Linked DNA regions of Mus musculus: region 2 is linked to region 1. The links are chromatin contacts, called in public Hi-C maps. All regions are on one chromosome and are shown on one strand. The core of a region is the stretch at or near the end of the contact, and the rest is flanking DNA. Distances in the headings are between cores, read along the strand shown.

Region 1 (2,700 bases), core at 154-2,653:
GAGGAGTTGGGGGCATCCTGACCTAAACACCATCAAAGGGCTGAGAACTGAAGAACAAACAATTTCGATTTGTTTTCTTTCTGTGGTGGGTGGTGCTGTCCAGTACACTTTCTGAGATGATGGGGATGTCCTTTTAGATGTGTTGTCTTGTGCAGTGGGCACTAGCTACACTCAACCAATGAGCGACTGAGCTGAGACTAGCACACTGAGAAGCAAGCCGATTCCTTCGTTTTCACCGTCTTACACCAGTGCAGCCACAGGTAGCTAAGGTTTGCTGTACAGCACAGGACAACCATGCAGAGAGCCTGTGGGAGACCAGGGAAGCTCACACCAGCATCTCTACTCTGTAAAATTATTTATACACCATGCCAGTAGTAAGACTGGATGGGTATTTCTGCTTTTCTGCTCCTGTTGTTTTGCTCAGTACCTTTTTCTACATCAAAGAGCCACCTGCCTAGATATGACACTGCAGTCAATGGGCTGGGCTCCCTAGATCCACTAACAATCCAAGAGTGCCCCTCGTCATGTGCATAGGCTAATCTGATGGAGACAGTCAGTTGACATTAATGACTAATTCGGTTATTTCAACATCTTGGCAGTTATGACTAGTGCCTCAGCAAATGTGGGGGCTGTAGATTCTTCCACAACACGCTGGCTTCATCCCTTGGCGAGTGATCCAGACTTCAGGATTTCTGTGCCAGCAGGAGCTAAGCTTTCTTGTATGTAACCTGACAGCTACACAGAGAGATCTAAGAATCATGGAGCCACCAATTCTATTGCACTCACAATTAAACCCAGGTTGAGAAGGGATTTCACAAGATCAAAGTGGAGCTAGTGAAGGTGAACTTTTTCTTTTTTTTTTTTTCTTTTTTTTACTACTTACCAAATTGCTCTTCACTGGAAGTGATACACACACACACACACACACACACACACACACACACACACTTGCTCTCGTGCGTGAGCACACGCAGTCAAAACCAGCATCAAACCCCTTGACAACAGAACTCAAATTAACCCTCAATCACACACATATGGGGAGAAGGAACTTGGCTCTGACGAAGGCTGTGACTAATTCTCATGTCACGACTAACGAGAGTAATTAGGGGGCGTTAGGCAATGTCACAAAGGTTTTAGTTGTGCAAAATGATCAGACTTCCTAGAAACAAATGAGACTGCTTAATGTTAAGTGTACACCATTTGAGAATGGGCTGCCTAATCTTTCAAAAGTGGAGCTAGTGAATTAAAGGAACTTCCCCAAACCTCCACCCAGCACATGGTAAGTTCATGCCCAAAGTCCATCACTTTGATTCTCAGCTTTCCCATGACTTCAGGATGCCTCTGTGATGCAACCCTGCCGAGCCCGTCTGTAACTAAAATCCTGCTAAGATTTACCCAGTCTTATATGCAGAATCCAGAAACCACACAGAAGTGTTTCTCTTCTTACCCTCACATGACTGTTCAGTCAGTCCATCTGCCATGTAACCACATGAAAGAATTCTCAACAAATCCAACTCATTATCCAAAGTGTTTGCAGAATCCCCCGAGGAGACAGACTCTGGGAGGAGAACTATCTTCACTACTTTACAAGTGAAATGTTGAGGAGAACATTTTTCCTCAAAAAGTCAGAGGAGTAATGACCTATCCACCACACAGGCCGGTAGCATGCACATTGTGTTGTTCTAGTAATACATTCCTAATTTGTGTCATAAATGCTTATTAGCAGGATCCAAACTACCAGCAGCAATGAAAACTACAGCATAAAGCTAGGAAAGGTACTTCTGGGAGCGTTTGTGTCATCCGTAAGTAAAAGCTCATCTTGATATCGTTTTCACGGTTAGTTCTTCATTTTGGTCAATGTATTTATTCCCTATCTCTACCTCCTTTGCAAAACCTCCAAAGAATGCTAGAGAAAACCAGGCAACCACAACATTTGATTTTCTGGCAATCTTCCCTTTGGAAAACAGACTTGAACTTCATGACAGACAGTAGTCTAGGAATGTTAAGAACACAGGAGAGACTTCAATAAGAAATAAGGGAAATTGGAAACAGAAAGAAAGAGAGAGAGAGAGAGAGAGAGAGAGAGAGAGAGAGAGAGAGAGAGAGAGAGAGAGAAAGAAAGAAAGAAAGAAAGAAAGAAAGAAAGAAAGAAAGAAAGAAAGAGGGAGGGAGGGAGGGAGGAAGGAAGGAAGGAAGGAAGGAAGGAAGGAAGGAAGGAAGGAAGAAAGGAAGGAAGGAAGGAAGGAAGGAAGGAAAGAAGAAAGAAAGGAGGGAAATAGTGAAAGAGAGGGGAAGAAAAAAAAGAAGAAAGCAGCTGTATTTCCATCCTTTTTTCAGGAAAAAAAAAAAAGGTATAACAAACACTGAAATCCCAAATTGGCTGAATGTGCAAAAAGTTCACTATTTGATTTACAAATTCCTAGTAGACTCCACTTAATTGAATCTAGGAAACTAAACCTACTGGAGCCGAGGAGGCTTCTGATTGCGTTTCACCTGGGTCAGAGAAGGTCTTTGGCTTGTTTAGGCATGGAGAGAAGGGCTGCTCTGGTAAAGCTGGCTGAACTCTGAGCTACTGGCAAAAGAAGGCTCTAGAGAAAGCAACAGCTAGTCTGTGCTTCCAAGTCTGGGGCTGCTCCAGACTGGCTACCTCTACCCCTTCCTCTCCTTCAACATCTAGTCCAGTCCTCTCTCAGCCTAGCA
Region 2 (2,700 bases), core at 81-2,580, 410 kb before region 1:
AACCAAGTGGACTTCATCGTGGTCAGTTGGGTGAGATGTGGTAGAATATGGACCAGAGCTGAGGTCTCCAGATCTTTTTTGTTCGCCAGAGTATTTTCCTCTTTGCCATGCTCCCCTTTCCCCCAACCCCGGTAAAAGAGCTGGGAGAGAAGGCCTCTCGTGACATCTGTTCGAGCCTCACTGTCCTTTTCAACACCTTGCTGGATAGAAAACAGTCTCCCATGAGCCTCCGGGTTTAAAAGAATAGCTATCGAGAACTCTCTCTGCCTCCTTCCTTCATGAAGATTACTGCAGAACCTAACAGGGCTCACTCCAAGGGCTTTGTGTCCTGTTGAAGAAAACCACATTCCCATCGGAGTGTTTCTAACTCTGCTCGCTTTTTATCTCCAGCTCCCATGAGCACCAGCTGCAGGGGCTTTCTTACTTCCATAGTTATGACTCTGTTGGCCTTCTGTCAAAATTAACAAAACGTCTCATGCCAAAAAACACATCGCGAGCTAATATTTTAAAATTGTCTGTGTTATATAGTACATGCTAAAGCCCCATTCCAAAGAATGCAGATCTGATATCTTCAGGTAAAACCCATATTCTCCCTGTAAGATACAGAGCCTGGCCTTCTCCATAGATGACTGGCTGACTTTAGGTTCCCGATATGTATCTAGGCGAAAGGACACAACACACCATAAATTAGAATTAGAAGCATAACAGAACCGTTTAGAGCCCCTATCGATTTTAATGTGCCTGGTCTAGAGAACCACTTGAGTGAATGTACTTCCCCCTACTCTGACAGCTGTTTTGCCATGACCAGAGGAGGGCTAATGAGGTTACAGCTGTCAGGCTTAATCAAAAGACACAAATATGAACAAGGAATTGGGTAGCTGGTTTCAGTTAATTTGTGCAAATGTACAGATTGGACAGGCAATATTTACACTGGCGACTCAAAACAAACTTTCAGGAATTGAGCCAAAGATGACCTCACTGGTTCTCAACTCCATTCTGGGGAGATAAGACTCAAATTAGAGAAACAGGAGATGGAGCCCCAAAGGGGTCCCAGCTTTGAGACACCCATGAAAAACCCGTTTGCATACAGCACATTTCCCTCTTCATCAAGTATCTAATTGGATTTCCAAGACGGGAGCCTAGTCATTCCAGGAAAAAAAAATCCTCTCCTAACTGTTCTGGGGATGCAGCTTGGGAGTCCGGGTCTTGTATTATTGCCATGGGACTTTATGTAAGAGTCACCCCTCCCCCACCCCCACCCTCGCCCGCGCTCATGAGAGCATCCAGTGTGTGCGCCAGGATTACTGCGCACCCATTCTGTTATGAAAACATCGTTCTATTAATATAAATGCACGCTGCATTTGCCAGGGCTAACGAGAACAGGTGCAAAGTCTTCAGATGCTTGTCCATACCGAGAAATGAAAAGAGTGTACAAACAGTTTTCCCTTGCCGTGGCACCGTGGGTGTCGATGTAACATTCGTCTCTACTGCATTCCTTGATGTTCATGGAAGGTAGCCCGGGAAACTTGATCTGACTGGCTTGGAGGGCAGAGAGGGGAGGAGGAGGAAGAGAGAGATAGTGATGACATGGTCTCTAGGATTCTGTTTATGCAAATACTGTCCTCTTGATCTGGGGCTCACATGGGTCATGTACAGAGCATATTCTGTCCTATCTCCTGCTGAGAATGGGTGGGTACGGACATCAGAAATAGTCTGCTGATCTGGTATGTAGAAAACAGTTGAACGGCACCGAATAGTTCAGATCTTCATCTCTCCCTCTCTCTCTCTTTTAAAAATCTTATCCATGTGACTGCCGTGGTGTTGCCCATAGTTTCAAATTCACTTTGTAGTTCCCAGGCAAGGGAGAAATTCCTTCTCTGAAAAGCCTATCTGGGTTCCAGTCTCCATCCAGAGGGCAGTCTGTGGGATTTACTTCTTTGAACAGGAAGACAAGCAGCCCGTGAATCCACCACTGAATGAATAGCCTTGACAAATGAGTAGTAAGAGCTCTATGTGTGTGCATTTTTTTTTTTTTTAGAAGTTTTGGAGTTCGCCACCAAAACTGGGTGTCTGTATATGTGTGTGAGGATGGAAAACATGTATAACATGTGTGTTACCTCTTGCTCCCAGTACTGTTAATCACTATCAATCAGAATCTGAAAATATTAAGTGAAAACTTCAAGAAATAAATGATTTAAACGTTTTGATAGGTTTCACTCCAGCATATTGTTAGAGCATTCTATTTATTATTAATTGGTATTAGTATCTGTGCCAGAATTATAAATTAAACTTTATAACAGTTATGTAATATGGTGGCTTGGATGAGAATGGCCCTCACATGCTCATGTTATTGAGCAAAGTCTCTAATTGGTAAACTGCTCAGGGGACTGCTTAGGACTTGTGACTTTGTTGGAGCATGTGTGGTCTTGATAGACTTGTACACTGTACACACATGCATATCTACAGATATTTATAGATATGCGTGTGTGTGTGTGGTGTACACATATACATAAGAGCACATTTATATATAGAAATTTTGGATAATTTGTTGCCAGTGTCTTTACAGTAGTCTCCAAGATGGCTCCCTGGATTCCTACCCCTAGAATACATATACACTGCATTCTTTCCCATTGAGTGTGAGTGAGGGCTCTAACGATGGTGGGATGTTATGCTGTATTCTTAAGGATGAATGAATGCTAC

The links. A called contact is a pair of places that touch in the nucleus more often than the background predicts.
Region 2: a Hi-C map of muscle stem cells shows a contact between it and region 1, with 4 times the contacts expected there. The contact joins two enhancer-like sites. A contact is called at or near these places in 1 of 15 datasets of contacts at CTCF or cohesin (the NIH/3T3 cell line), 1 of 484 Hi-C or Micro-C datasets (muscle stem cells) and 2 of 115 datasets of contacts at active chromatin or transcription factors (differentiating embryonic stem cells and embryonic stem cells).

What each region holds. Positions count from the first base shown.
Region 1 is chr10:23,202,009-23,204,708 of GRCm38.p6, reverse strand. All of the region lies in intron 3 of Eya4 (EYA transcriptional coactivator and phosphatase 4), which reads left to right. Among named protein-coding and RNA genes, the nearest start is that of Gm24655, 36 kb to the right of the region's middle. Within about 2 kb of position 1,403, at least 60 of the 459 cell types and tissues checked have an H3K27ac peak or open chromatin away from gene starts, as enhancers often do. A contact at or near this core is called in muscle stem cells, where this site is marked.
Region 2 is chr10:23,608,416-23,611,115 of GRCm38.p6, reverse strand. No RefSeq gene overlaps it. Among named protein-coding and RNA genes, the nearest start is that of Gm47843, 35 kb to the right of the region's middle. Within about 2 kb of position 1,330, at least 18 of the 459 cell types and tissues checked have an H3K27ac peak or open chromatin away from gene starts, as enhancers often do. A contact at or near this core is called in muscle stem cells, where this site is marked.